Regions from separate parts of the Mus musculus genome. Here all the other regions are linked to region 2. The links are chromatin contacts, called in public HiChIP or PLAC-seq maps. All regions are on one chromosome and are shown on one strand. Each heading gives the region's core, a stretch centred on a gene start, on an enhancer-like site or on the middle of the called end of the contact. The rest is flanking DNA. Distances are from core to core; before and after follow the strand shown.

Region 1 (2,700 bases), core at 16-2,515, 190 kb after region 2:
AACTCCCTCTCCCTATCCTCTGGGCATTCTTCCACATGGCTTTCTCTCTTTTCTTTTTCTGGAGGAAAGTCCCTTTAGTCACTTTAGGTTTAAGGAGTCTCTGCCCCTTCCACTGTCCAGTAAGCTCTGGAATGCATGAATGGAGAAATGGTCCCTAAGCAGCTAATCAGAAATTCAAAGGGCAGCTGATAGGAGGCCTTGCATTCCAAAGACCCAACCCTGGGTGTAACCCAGGGGTGTGGCCTCCAGTGACAGTCACCTTAAACCTAGTGGCTGTCTCTGTTGATTTACACACTCCTTTTCTAATGCCATTTGTGTGAGACTCATGGGATGCGGTCTGAGGGACACAGTGAGAACACCCACCCCGTTCCTGCAGGCTGGTGTGCCCTGAGCTGAGACGTAGATATAGCAGTAAAGGGATACTGACCAAGCCAGTGCCATCTCCGCCCAATGTGAGGACAGTGATGGCTATAAACTTCAACTTCTTCTTCCTCTTCTTCCTCCTCTTCTTCTCTTCCTCCCCCTCTTCTTCCTCCTCCCCCTTCTTCTTCTTCTTCTTTTTTTTTTTTTTTTAAATAAAGGATGATTAGGAAGATTGCCAGTCCTGTGTTATACATATTTTTTCCTCCAGTGAATTTTTTTTGTTGTTGTTGTTTTTGTGAGACAGGGTTTCTCTGCATGGTCCTGGAACTCACTCTGTAGACCAGGCTGTCCTCGAACTCAGAATTTCACCTGCCTCTGCCTCCCAAGTGCTGGGATTAAAGGCGTGCGCCACCACGCCCAGCTTCCAGTGATGTTTTAAAATGACAAGCAACTACTCAAACTCTTTGGTAAGTTGAGAGCTCTTTGTCCTGCTCTCCTGCCTTTGCTGAGTAGCTGTGTAGGGGTAGGAGGTGGGAGGCTGGGGTGCCCCTTGTGTGGTAGTTATGTGTTGGCCTCCTGTATCAGTGCTCTGCCAGACTCATGAACACTTGGGGGCTGAACCTCAAGGCCATTTCCATGGTGGGGTTAGGGGGATGTTACTGCTGTGAGTCTGGACTCCCTGAAAATGCTGACTCACAGCCACCTGAGCAGTAGTCTCACCTTCGGAAGACTTTGATAATAAGTAGCTAAAACTTGTTGTGTTGATGAAAACAGAACTGGGGGTGGGGCTTGGGGAGGGGTGGGGGAGTTGGCAGCCGGGAACATAACCCCTCCTGGAGTGTCTGATTAACATTCAGTAGAAGTCTTTGAGATCGCTCAGCAGTAACCAATGAAGAAACCGTGACTCAGTGAAGTTAATAATAAACCGGTGGTTGCACTGCTGGACTGGCTGGAGTCTACCAAGGCATCCTGGTCTTTGCGGCCATTGTGTGTTGCCCACTTCCCTTTAGGCATGCCTGCTGGGGGAATGTCCCAGGCTCTGGGCTTCTTGTTCCCAAGTCCGTTGCTCCTAGTGTGTCATCTCAGCTGTAGCTGTGAGCCCCATGGGGGATTTTGAAGACATACTGCATCTGGGAGCTGGCCCCAGGGTTTGTGCTATAAATGATTGAGGGAGAGTTGGTTCAGTTTAGGATGTTTCTGTCCACTCCCTTCAGGGGTGTCTGAGGGTCACTATGGCCTGTCTTGGCCCTGGGAGGCCCCTCTGATGATGTGCTGTCTTCCCTGCTCAGGGTCTATATATGGTTTTGTTGTTGTGTGCTGGCCCCAACAGGGGAAGTTGGGTTGTTTCTGGTCTGGAAGAGCCGAGGAGGCCTGAAAGGACCAGGGGTAATCCAGGGGTCTCCCTGTGGACTCTAGGAACAGCCAAGAGTGTCTCCATGTTGGAGGAACTGCTGGCTGTGCCCTCCAGGACCTGGATGTAAATCAGGCTTCGGTAGGTTCTCCTTAGCAGACGGCCTGGCGAAACTGCACAGGTTTTCTTTAAGTTAGGTTTGATTTCTAACTTTCACTGGTTAGTTTGAACATAGAAATTGTACATATGCATAGAACACAGTGGTGTGTGTCTCTCAGCTCTAGCGTGGGGTTTTTAATGAATGTGCATTGCATCCTGATAACAGTAGGGCTATTAGCATGTCATCATCTTAGATGCTTATTATTTTTTGTGGTGAGAGCATTGAAATCTTCTACCTTGCAACATATGATATGCTATTCTCAACTCTGGAATTCTGTGCAATAAAACCCCAGAACTTGTTGGCATCTAAAACTTTGTACCCATTGGTCAATCCCAGAACACCCCACCCCCACCCCCAGCCCCCACCCTGCCCCCACCCCTGCCAGGATGGTGCTGATCACCTCTCCACTCTCACTTCTCTACTTCTCTCAGACTCTTTTTTCTTTTCTTTTCTTTTCTTTTTTTAAAGATTTATTTATTATTATATGTAATTACACTGTAGCTGTTTTTAGACACACTAGAAGAGGGCATGAGATCTCATTATGGATGGTTGTGAGCCACCATGTGGTTGCTGGGATTTGAACTCAGGACCTTCAGAAGAGCAGTCAATACTCTCAACCGCTGAGCCATTTCTCCAGCCCCCAGATTCTTTTTTCATAATCCACATGTGAGTGAGCTCCTATGGTGTTTGACTTCCTGGACCTGGCTTAGTTCATTAACTTTGTTCCACCTAAGTTGTTGCCAACAGCAGGACTTTCCCTTCTTTAAATACTGTAGGGAGTCTGGACTACATCTCCCTTATCTAGTCATTTCTCAATGGCCCTGAA
Region 2 (2,700 bases), core at 1-2,500:
TTCACTGATGTTCGATGTCACATTCCCTTCTTGCCTCCTTCCTCACTTCCTTTAGCTGGACTGGTCTGTTGTAGAAGCCATTTTGGTCCTGTTTGTTTGTCTTTAATTCATGGAAATGTATTTCTATTTGGATTCCATTTCCTTACTGACTCTCTTACACATCCTTCTAACTTTCTCCCCTGCATTTCTGACTTCCTTTTCTGTCCTAAATTGATTTCCTTACTCCATTCATCTGCCTGTTTATATCTCATCAATGGCATCAATCATATTTTAGTATTTAATTGATCATTTAACGCTCTATCACTGCACTACTGAGCTCAGTAGCTGAGGAATTTCGGTGTGCTGAAGGTCTCGTCTTGCCTTGCTTTTGTGCGGTTATATGTTTCTGTGTTGTAATTAGCTCATCTGTTGGTTTCACTCCATCTGCCAGTTCTGCCTGGGGTCTTATGGAGCTGCCCTTTAATAGGCCCAATTCTCAGCAGTGCCATTCAAGAGGAGAAAGGAACAACACCATAAGCAACACCAGCAAGTCAAACAAGATACACAAATACCCTCCTACTCAAGTAGGAATGAAGATGAAAGCCTGAGGGCGGGAGGGCAGAGTGAGACTACATCACATCCCACTGTTGACCAAGAACATGAACTGGACAAGGCAATGGAGAGATGATAAACTAAAAACTATGAAGGATGAAGGTAGAGATATGAGTGAAATGAAGGGAAAGGGAAAGAAAAATTAAAGTTATGCAAAAGAAAATCCAAATAGAAAAGGAAGACCATGAAGAGGAAGAGGAAAGACCAAGAGATTTTAAAGGAAGAAGGGAAAGGAGAGGTTGAGGAGAAGGCAGGGAAAACATTGCCTAAAAATGAAAAGTTAAACAAGTCAGGTAAATATAAGAAGGGAAATAAAAATTCAAAACAAAAGTATTTGGAAAACAAAAACCAGAGGCCTTCCATGTAAGCTAGTGGAGCATACGTTTCTTCCCTGTGACCTGGTTAAAGGGAAGAGTCAATTCTAAGAATTGGCCATTCCAAAAAGAAAAAGACTAATAGCTTTGGAATCCACAGAGGTGACAACAGACACCAACTAGTGACAAGCACTAGTTGAACAAACCAGACATAGCTCCAATGGTGTGGCTACTGGGCAGAGGTGGGGAAGCACCAGCCCCACCCAAAAGATAAGAATAAGCCAGAGCCTTCACAAGCCCCAGATGCAGCTGCAGGCTTCCGTGAGACAATGATTCCTCAGGCTAATGAGTCAGCAGCAATGAGAAGCATGGCTCTGTCTTTCTATGACTCAGGGGGGCATCCGAGAAGCTTAAGCCTGAGAGAGATCCTAGTTTGGAAAAGAGAGCTATCCTGAAGGATGGAGACAGCTGAGTTCAGCCTGCCACAGCCCCGGGTTGTGACACAGCCTATGACACAGATAGAACATGGAACGCTCAGAGGTGCAGCTTGTGGGAAGCTATATTCAGATTATTAAGAGCGGGACCTCAGTCTCAGTGGCCAAATGCCAATCCCTTTAGCTGAGATATCACTGGATTTTGACAGCCGTAAGCCTAAAGTGAATCAACTTGTAGAGCCACCATCTCCCTTTTAGTGCTGTAGAGCATGGGAAGGTAGCATTTCTTCAGCAGAGTGAGCAACACTTAGGGAATCTTCAAATGGATGGATCTAGAAAGTACAGTATTAAACAAGATGACCCAAACTTGAAATACAAAGTACACGATGTGACGATCCTAGCCTATTGTGTATGTGTATGTGCATATCAACAGATAAGTGTGAGGAAAACCTAAAACACCAGAGAGAAGATGGAGAGAGGAGACCAACAGATGAAGAACAGTGGAACTTAAAAGTGGAAAAGAGAGCCAGGCGGTGTTGGCACATGCCTTTAATACCAACACTTGGGAGGCAGAAGCAGGTGGATTTCTGAGTTCAAGACCAGCCTGGTCTTCAGAGTGAGTTCCAGGACAGCCAGGGCTACAGAGAAACCCTGTCTCAAAAAACAGAGACTATGGAGAAGGAAGCTAGAGGAGAGTGGGACAGGGGAGATGGGAGAAGATAGCAGGAGAGGCAACAGGAACAAAGTACAACCATGCATATGTGTGAGCAGGACACAATGAAACCCATCCATTAGTATGCTAACTTAACAATGAGTGAAAAATAAACAGACTTTTAAATGCTGCTTACTACAGTCAGCAAAAATCAGAACAAACATGGTCTGGACCTGCCATCCCAACTGTCCTATTCTTTAGTCTTCTGTGGGTTTTGGTTTGGTTTGGTTTGGTTTTTGTTTGTTTGTTTTCCAGTTTGGGTAGGCAGGTAAATGTGACGTCTGTTATCGTCCATTTTTATCTGGAAGCAGTTTATTAAAATGTAATGATCACACCAAGCTTAGTGGCACAGGCCAGTGACCCCACATGGCTGTGGAGCAGAGCAAAGGACATATGTGGTGGCGAGACCTCCAGGTTTGGTCCTACATCATCAGAGCTCCCGGCTACTCACTTAGCTGAGGACCAGCCTGCTGAAGAACCTGTGAAGGAGGCAGACTACACTTGGCCCCTGGGGTCTGAAATTGACTGCTGAATTGTCTCTGGCATCATTTTCTCCTGGTTTCTGCTGCCACTTGGGAAACAGCTTCTCTTCCCACAGTGGCCCTCCCACACTGAGGATTCTCTCACATCTTGGTCAGTCTGTGACAAC
Region 3 (2,793 bases), core at 292-2,791, 230 kb after region 2:
CCCATCCTGCTTTGGGGCGTCTGTTCATATTTAGAACTTGACCTATCAGGAGTGTCTCCCTGATTTCTGCTTTCTTATGGGTGTCTCCCTTACTTCTAGGCCCATGTCACTGCCTCCTAGTCCGTTGACACCTCTTGTTTCTTCTCTTTCCAGATTCCACTTGTGGTCTTTTTAAAAAAGATTTATTTATTATATGTAAGCACACTGCAGCCATCTTCAGACACACCAGAAGAGGGCATCAGATCCCATTACAGATGGTTGTGAGCCACCATGTGGGTGCTGAGATTTGGATTCAGGACTTCTGGAAGAGCAGTCGGTTCTCTTAACCACCGAGCCATCTCTCCAGCCCCCTACTTACGGTCTTTACAAGTGAGGGAGTCTATCTACCCACTCTTTCCTTTACCTCTAGCCCCTCAGGCTGGGCACAGGCAGAGGAACACCCAACGGAGAGGCCCCCTGGGCTGTTATTTGTACATATTTGAGAAACGGTGGAACCTACCAAGGAAGCACATGTCGCACATGTCAGAGAAGTTCTGAAAGTCTTGAGAATCTCTGGTCCACTCAGGGCTCTTCTAGTATCTTCCCAGTATTGTCTTCCAGAGCCGAAGTTTAGGTGGGGAGAGGTATTCTGAGCACCTTCTCCTACCCTAACAGTACTTCTCTGTCCTGCCTGGGCAGGGGACCTTGGTGGTATCTTTATAGGCTTGTCCTTAGGTTATCTCTGTGTGTCTTCATCCTTTTTTTTTTCAAGCAAAGCAGATTTTTAAAAAAAGATTTATTTATTATTTATTTTTATATGTAAGTACACTGTAGCTGTCTTCAGACACAGCAGAAGAGGGCGTCAGATGTCATTAAGGATGGTTGTGAGCCACCATGTGGTTGCTGGGATTTGAACTCAGGACCTTCAGGAAGAGCTGTCAGTGCTCTTAACCACTGAGCCATCTCTCCAGCCCCTGTGTCTTCATCCTTATAAGACTTTCAGATACTTCACTTTGCTTCCCAGCCACCCCCTCCCCCCCAACACGACCCTGTGCTGTTGCCAGGTGTGCCTCTGGACAGCCAGCTGGTGGTTGGTCATGACTGTATGTGCTCGGGGCCAGTTCGTGGTGGTCTCTAGGGTGACCTTCCTCTAGATGGGGTGTATTCCATGTAGAGGTTTATGTCCTGCTGCCGCTGAATTCTTCTGTCCTGCTGCCACTGAATTCTTCTTCAGCCACTTCTAGAGTAAGAGTTTGGAAGAGAAACAACCCCACCTACACAGGGACAACAGACAGACAGACAGACAGACAGACAGACACACACACACACACACACACCTCTTTTAGAAGCAGGGCTGAACTGACTGCACACACCAGTCCTCTCCGCATTTTAACTTGCGAAACCAAGCTTCTGTTGACAAGGCTCTGCCACTTCTGTAAAGCTGTTAATTTTGGGCAAGGATTCAGGAAGTGGCCACCCCCACGGTCCCCTGAACACAGAAAGAGCCCAGAGCTTCCTTATTTCCACCTCCCAGGGGCAGCCGACTGAATTCATTTTTGTGTGTTTCCAGACTTTTGACTCACCACCGGAGAATTCCCCAAGACTTGCTGAACAAGTGGGTGGGTGAGCAGGGGAGGACATTGGAGGATTACAGGTTTTAGTCTTCCTGTTACTAAGCATCTCCCTGCTTACCGGATCTTAGGGACAATAAATACTTGCTGAGCCTTAAGGAAGGCTGGAAGATCCGAATGAATGGAATGTAGAATGTAGGGTAAAAATCTGCAATTCCAGTCTTACTGTAGATTGCCCTCCTTTGAATCTGAAGGGTCCCGTGCTTAGCTGGTGGATCCTTTGGAGGCTCTGATCTTGAAGGCCTTGAATGGGGTCAGGAGAGGAGAAGTGAAGGGCATGTTTATTGTTTGTTTCAGTTCAGCCGTGCTGAACTTTGAACCCAGAACCCCCACCTGCTAGGCCAGCCCTCTGCTCCCTCTCTAACCCCTCTGTGGGGTCCTTTACTGGGGACATCTTAGGCCTGGAGTACTGATGAGGTGGAGCAGAGGTGGCTTGTGAGTGTGATGTCCTACAGAGGTGGCCTGGACAGCGTTGTGAGGACACTGGTGGATGATAAGTGTTGGATGCTAGGTTAATGTCACATGGTGTGAGGTGGGGACTCTTTGCAGAATATATGAAATAAAGATTTAACTAGTCAGATATAAAAATTATGGTAACTTTTACTTTAATTTTTTTTTTAAGATGTATTTACTTACTTTAGGTATGTGAGTACATCTTCATGAGAGCTCATCTTCAGACTGTAGCTGACTTCAGACACACCAGCAGAGGACATTGCATTCCATTACAGATGGTTGCAAGCCACTATGTGGTTGCTGGGAATTGAACTCAGGACCTCTGGAAGAGCAAGCAGTCAGTGCTTTTAACCTCTGAGCCATCTCTCCAGCCCTTACTTTAATTTTTTTTTTTTTTCGAGACAGGGTTTCTCTGTGTAGCCCTCGGCTGTCCTGAAACTCACTCTGTAGACCAGGCTGGCCTCGAACTCAGAAATCCACCTGCCGAGTGCTGGGATTAAAGGCATGTACCACTACGCCTAGCCCTTATTTTAATTTTTAAGTGACGTGTTTTATCTTTCACTATGAGTCCTTGTACATGTCTGTGTGTATGCACATGTGAGTGCAGGTGCCAGCAGAGGCCAGAAGAGAGTGTTGGATCCTGTGGAGCTAAAGTAAGAGGCAGTAACTGGAAGATGGCTGCTGAAACTGAACTCAGATTCTTCCTCTCTGAGTGCAGTGTGTGCTCTTA
Region 4 (2,745 bases), core at 87-2,586, 130 kb after region 2:
AGTCTAGATGTACTGAGTCACATGGAAGGGACAGCTCCAACTTCTTGAGCTGCCTACAGGCAGTGTTCTCCATGGTTCCAGCTTTGGTGAGCTGTCACCCATACTAGGGTGAGCTTTGAGTCATTTCTGCTCCTGTTTGTATCTTCTCATCCTGTAAGGGTCTGTGATACCATGAAGAATGACACCCCGACTCAAATAGGATGTAAACTCAAAGAGTGTTTTATTCTGCATTAGTCCAGCGTGCCGGGGTCTCCCATTACCAAGATAGAGAAACAGCCAAGTGAGCTCGCAGGCCTGATTTAAAGCACATTAGGGGATTCTAGGGTAGGTGACCTCTATGGTAATATGTTGGGTCCATTTCTACAGACATTCCGTTACCTGGGTGTGGTGGAACTTTCTGGGAAGATCTGGAAACTGCTGGTAACCCATTGTCCTTGATTCAGGCCAGGTGGCAGGGCAGCTTCTGAAGCTGGACTTGCCTAGAATTGCCCAGTTCCTGGAACCAGCCTACTCTTCTCTACCCAGACTCCTGTAAGTAACCCTAATAAAACCCATGGGCTCATCGAGTTGGACTTTGGTGATATCTCTTCTTTGGCCTGTTGTGGTCTCCCTATCTGGGGGGAATAGATCCTTGTGTAGTGTCTCCCTAGGAAAAGCCTGTCCCGCAATGCTGAAATGCACACATATGCTGTTAACCAGGTATTTTGTGAGATGTGTAACACCTTTGCTGAGTATTACCTTCAGTACCACCGTTTTAATAAAGAAAAACATGCATACATAAGGAGGAAAATCAAAAGGAAGGAGGACAAATGAATGACAACAAGTCGGGCAAGTGGTACACAGTGAGATCCTGAGAAGCAGGAGGGCCAGAAGTGCTAGGCCAGCATAGCAAGTTCAAGGCTAGCCTGGGTCACACAGAAAGGCTCTGTGTCTTAAACAAATAAATAAAGCAAGCAAATACTCAAAGGCGGGACTGGGATCCCAGCAGGGCTCACGATAAAGCCTCTCCCTCAGTAATACAGACCTGGGCGAGCGTTAGGACCAGGGTGACTGACCTTGTATCCAGGGCTCTACAAAGGTCCAGGGTTATAAGATAAATAAATCCGTGTCATCTGCCCAGGAGTGAGTTCCTATGTAAGTCCATGCGAATGCATTTCTAAAGGCAGGATGGTCATGACCTTTATGGCCTTTCTTTAAACCTAACCATGCTTTATACTAGCACTGGGCTGGGGCAGCTCTCTTGGCAGCCTTTGCCTTGGGGGCTGATGTCTGCAGCAGGGAAGGCTCTGGTCTATCACAGCAGCGTTTTCCCTTCTGCACCCCTGGATCCCGCCCAGCAGGGGCCTGACTCACAGTACAGGCTCAGTAAACATATAGTTGATCAGCAACAGGACTGCTTCCTGGCTTCAAACACTGGCGACTAAACTCTTCAGGCATAATTACAGAAGAGCCTTCCACTTTATGTCTTGTAATCCACAAGACAATGTCTTTCCTTTGCAAGCAGCCCAAGGCCCAGCGGGCTTTGTGTGGACAGACAGCAGAAGCGGGACCTCCAACTTTCCTGCCTCGCCCCCACTGGTTTACTTTATTTTATTTTTTTTTTCAGAGATGCTGCCAAATAAAGAGGATTAGCCCTGTTCCAGGGTTTTGAAGCTCTGTTGTGCATTCCACGGGGGGATCAGGTTACATGCAGGGGTGGGGCTGATTCTTGAGCTATACTAAGAGTGAGCTTCTGTCTGGAGATGGGGGAGGAGAGAAAGGATGGCAAATGGCAAAACAAATCAGGCCCGAGCCAGTCTTTTGGGCAGGACTCAAAAGGAGCAGAAGCACACACACACTGCCATTCACGCACCCTCGCTCGCAAGAATGCACACTCTACAGCGTGCCCACCTCCATTTGCAAAAGCCCGCACTCACAGGCTTGTTTAAATGCACACTGTGCACACACATAGACACAAGTTCACACTCAACAAACAGATGCACGTGTCAAGAGAAAGTAGTGTTGGTACTGTGCCAGATTCCACGTTCTGCCTTATATACCGTGTCACTCATTTTTCTGGCTGTCCTTCTGGGTACTTGTGACCACATACTTCCCAGCTGCATGAACAGAGACTCCAGAGCCAGTCCTGACCCTGTGACTGACAGCTCTGGCTCTATCAGCTCACTCACCTGTCTTCCTTTCCCACCAGCTCGGACGTCTCGGTTTTATGTAAGGCAAACATCTTGCCATACATTAAGGTGCCCAGTCTATTCTTCTGATAAACATAAAGATCTTTGGCTATGAGCTGGCAAGATGACTCGGCTTTCTGCCAAGCCTGAGAACCACAGTTTAGTCCCCAGAACTCACATGATGGAGAGAGCCAACATCCACAGATTGTCCCGGGACCTCTAACACACACAGTGGTACATGTGCACACCCATAAACACATACGCACAAAATAAATGCATGTAATAAAATAAAATAAAAAAACAGAGGAAGGTTTGCAAAGAGTCCTGCTTATAAGGTCATGAAAGTAAACATGCTTCACTGGGCTTAGGTGTCTGCCTCGTCTTTGTTTCTAATTTCCACTGTGACATTTCAAAAGCTCTTTGGCATTTGGCACAGCTAAGATGAGGGATGATACTGGGCAGGCAGTCTCGAGGCTCAATGGCTACCACATGGAGAACTCATGACCACAGTGTCCCGATCCCCAAATCAGGCGCTTTCTATTTGTGAAATTGTGAACATAAAAGAGTTCATTTTCAA
Region 5 (2,700 bases), core at 200-2,699, 160 kb after region 2:
TCCTCACCTTACAGTGCTCTGATCCCCACCACTTGGTTTACCTATGTCAAGTTAAGATTTTGGGGGTGTTTTCTTACCAGGTCAAAGGCAAAGGAACAGTTCCTGCCTTGTCCCCCTTTCTAGCAGAATGACTGTGACCTCCTCCCTATCCCCTCTAAAGGCTCCTTTACAAGCATCCTGTTCCTCACCCATGACCCGTGGGACTCCCAGAGGCTAGGGAAATGCTTGTTTCATTCCTTAGGGCCTGGGGCTCAGGGCCTGGGGAAGCTTTTGCCTCAGGCAACATCTCCTTCTCCCAATGTCTCCATTTCTCAGAGATAGGCATAGCCTTCCCAAACCTGGGGGAGAGGAAACAGGGTGTGGCCCGGCCTCTAGCCTGGCCTAGGATCCAGGGCCTCACCTCAGTGTTTGTGAAGGCTGCGCTGTAAACAGATCCACCAGATATTACTTTCCTAGCTCAGCTTCTCCACCATTCCTGGCAAGCCTGGCTTTTTCTTGAAGGCACAATATGGCAAGAATTGAACAGGTTTTGGTAACCTCAGACAGTGGCTGCACCGAGCAGATAGATACAATTTCTACCCTCTTTTAAAGCTACCTGGAGTGTTTTCCCGGAGTGGAATCAGAGATATTAAGGGCTGCTGGTGTCCACTAGAAACTGATGGAAATTCCATCTCATTTATGCAGACGTGTTTGAAAGACCATGCAATGGCATGCCATCATTCCCTGGAGATCGCAATGAGAAAATGGACACAGAGGCCCAGCTATCCGAATCTTGGGGATCTCTTAAGAAATCTTGCTCTGTCCTCATCTGAGAAAGGCTGTTCAGGAGATCTTCTTTCTCCTGTGTTCCTGCCAGCCTCAACCGTATTCTCTCCTGCTAGGTTCACTTTAAGAAGTCAAGGGACTTCTACCCAGCACCATCATCTCCTCCTGCCTGGTGAATTCTGGATGTTGAAGGGGCTGTTGGAGCATCCTGGGCTGTCTTAGAGACTGCTGCTTGATACACGTAGAGCCCCACGGGATAATAAGTCACTGGAGGGTATTGTAGGACTTCCTCCTGGCAGAAACAGCACTTAGACACACTGGATGAAACAATAAACTGGTTTTGCAGGAATGGGACTCGAACCTCCCTCCCCAGGTGCACTTACGTAGACATGGAACTGTTGAGCCTATAGAATACTGGGGCCCCCGAGGTATTTAGGGAGGCCAGCGAAGTGGGAGGGTATTTTAAAGAGCTCATCCCTTGGGTCAGGAACCCGAGGGGGTGAGTGCGGGGGGCGGGTGTCCAGCACCTGGAAACGCAGGACATTGTTAGGAAGATGAGACCAGGTGACCGGCAGGGCTCCGGTGCGCGGGCGGTCCGTAGCGATTGCCGGAGCCGCCTCGAGGGGGCCCTGCCGCGGGCGCGGGCGGCCAGCCAGGAGGACGGGCCCGCCCGCGAGCAGCTCGGAGCCCAGCTTCGCTTCGGCCATCGCCCCGCCGGACCGCGCTGCGGGTTCGCCCAGGTACCAGGGTCGGGAGCAGGGCAGGGGCAGCCACACGCCGCCACACTCTTTGTTTGGGGCCCCCGCTCAGGTTCCAGAGCCTGGGCGTTCGGGGTCTTGGAACTGGGTTGCAGCCGAGCAGACACCAAACCTGGGCGCGGAGACAGTTGAGGGTGTAGGGACAAGGCGCGGGGGCACCCGGGAAGGGCGCTTGGGATCCAGGACTGAGGACGACCAGGGGGTCTGCGGCGATCGGGAGTCTGGGGCTCAGCCAGGTCCTCGGGCCGACGCGGGCCGGAGCTCCGGGGCCGGCAGGGTCCTGGTCGCGGCGCCCGGCGCCTAGCTAGGAGGGCGGGGGCGGAACCACACTATCGCCGCCCCGGCCCTGCGGACTTTGCTCCCTGAGACAGTTAGGGAAGAGAAGACGGAGGAGCCGCTTGGGGCTGCAATGAGACTTCTCAGGACTTTACTCCCGCCTTTTCCAGGCAAGTGAGCTGTGTGCCTCTTTTCCTTTCCTTTCGGTTGCTTGGGAGCCAGGGGTCTCATCCCGCCTTTTCCCACTATTCGGAGGAGTACGAGTGCAGGCACAGGCCTGGGGGCCACCTGTGGCACGTGTCTCCTGGCACGCGGGCACTGTAGCTGACAAGTAGGAGGGAGGGTCCTGGGCCCCGGGGTTTCTGTGTAGTTCTGTGTTCTGCCCCTGGGGACGTTTGCTTGGATCGATTTGAGAGTCTATGCCGCAAAAAGAGACCCCGAACCCCTTCCTTCCCCAACTGGCATTCTGGCCGGTGCCAGCAGGTGATCCCGACTCTCTAGCGTGACTGAACACAAAAAGTTCCCTCCAGGGCTTGGGGCCAGCAGACCGCACTATCTAGGGTGACCACAACTGATTGGAACGCCCTCGGCTTTGTCACAGCCCACTCCAAATTTTGTTTCTTGAGTTGTGCCTTCTGCTCCACTGTATAGAGCTTCAAAACGACACCCCAAACCAAGAATACAGGAGCTACTATAGTAATAATGTGTACCCCATCAGAGCTAACCCTTTTGACATATTGATGTATTTCCTTGAGGCTTTGGTCTGTTCATATGAATACTTTTTAAAAGTGCTTTTAGTTTTTTGCCTGTTAAAAGAGATTTTTGACTGTCTTTGTGATTTTGTTGCTTCCCTCTTTGGGGCCTATGAGGTTATATTTGCAAATCAATCAACAAGTATTAA

What was found. HiChIP or PLAC-seq counts read pairs in DNA pulled down with a chosen protein or histone mark.
Region 1: a contact with region 2 is called in an H3K27ac HiChIP or PLAC-seq map of extraembryonic endoderm stem cells. The contact joins two enhancer-like sites. A contact is called at or near these places in 7 of 115 datasets of contacts at active chromatin or transcription factors (bone marrow-derived macrophages, embryonic stem cells, extraembryonic endoderm stem cells and 2 more) and 1 of 9 other capture datasets (embryonic stem cells).
Region 3: a contact with region 2 is called in a FOXA1 HiChIP or PLAC-seq map of pancreatic cancer cells. The contact joins two enhancer-like sites. A contact is called at or near these places in 2 of 484 Hi-C or Micro-C datasets (muscle stem cells and nephron progenitors), 7 of 115 datasets of contacts at active chromatin or transcription factors (acute myeloid leukemia, bone marrow-derived macrophages, embryonic stem cells and 2 more) and 2 of 9 other capture datasets (adipose tissue and liver).
Region 4: a contact with region 2 is called in a FOXA1 HiChIP or PLAC-seq map of pancreatic cancer cells. The contact joins two enhancer-like sites. A contact is called at or near these places in 5 of 484 Hi-C or Micro-C datasets (the HPC-7 cell line, liver, macrophages and 2 more) and 3 of 115 datasets of contacts at active chromatin or transcription factors (embryonic stem cells, pancreatic cancer cells and trophoblast stem cells).
Region 5: a FOXA1 HiChIP or PLAC-seq map of pancreatic cancer cells shows a contact between it and region 2. The contact joins the promoter of Tns3 here to the enhancer-like site in region 2. A contact is called at or near these places in 8 of 39 promoter capture datasets (the 3T3-L1 cell line, the C10 cell line, the HPC-7 cell line and 5 more), 8 of 484 Hi-C or Micro-C datasets (3T3-L1-derived adipocytes, the C2C12 cell line, bone marrow-derived macrophages and 5 more), 12 of 115 datasets of contacts at active chromatin or transcription factors (the SCID.adh cell line, VIP interneurons, bone marrow-derived macrophages and 7 more) and 2 of 9 other capture datasets (embryonic stem cells and macrophages).

What each region holds. Positions count from the first base shown.
Region 1 is chr11:8,633,501-8,636,200 of GRCm38.p6, reverse strand. The region is part of intron 1 of Tns3 (tensin 3); the gene reads left to right. Among named protein-coding and RNA genes, the nearest start is that of Tns3, 30 kb to the left of the region's middle. Within about 2 kb of position 1,265, at least 78 of the 459 cell types and tissues checked have an H3K27ac peak or open chromatin away from gene starts, as enhancers often do. A contact at or near this core is called in extraembryonic endoderm stem cells and pancreatic cancer cells, where this site is marked.
Region 2 is chr11:8,820,176-8,822,875 of GRCm38.p6, reverse strand. No RefSeq gene overlaps it. Among named protein-coding and RNA genes, the nearest start is that of Gm36772, 22 kb to the right of the region's middle. Within about 2 kb of position 1,250, at least 44 of the 459 cell types and tissues checked have an H3K27ac peak or open chromatin away from gene starts, as enhancers often do. A contact at or near this core is called in the C2C12 cell line, extraembryonic endoderm stem cells, muscle stem cells and 3 more, where this site is marked.
Region 3 is chr11:8,588,364-8,591,156 of GRCm38.p6, reverse strand. All of the region lies in intron 3 of Tns3 (tensin 3), which reads left to right. Among named protein-coding and RNA genes, the nearest start is that of Tns3, 75 kb to the left of the region's middle. Within about 2 kb of position 1,541, at least 159 of the 459 cell types and tissues checked have an H3K27ac peak or open chromatin away from gene starts, as enhancers often do. A contact at or near this core is called in muscle stem cells and pancreatic cancer cells, where this site is marked.
Region 4 is chr11:8,691,957-8,694,701 of GRCm38.p6, reverse strand. No RefSeq gene overlaps it. Among named protein-coding and RNA genes, the nearest start is that of Tns3, 29 kb to the right of the region's middle. Within about 2 kb of position 1,336, at least 137 of the 459 cell types and tissues checked have an H3K27ac peak or open chromatin away from gene starts, as enhancers often do. A contact at or near this core is called in myocytes, pancreatic cancer cells and trophoblast stem cells, where this site is marked.
Region 5 is chr11:8,663,284-8,665,983 of GRCm38.p6, reverse strand. Tns3 (tensin 3) reads left to right here and starts at 1,449. Exons shown (of 31, transcript NM_001083587.1): 1 at 1,449-1,505.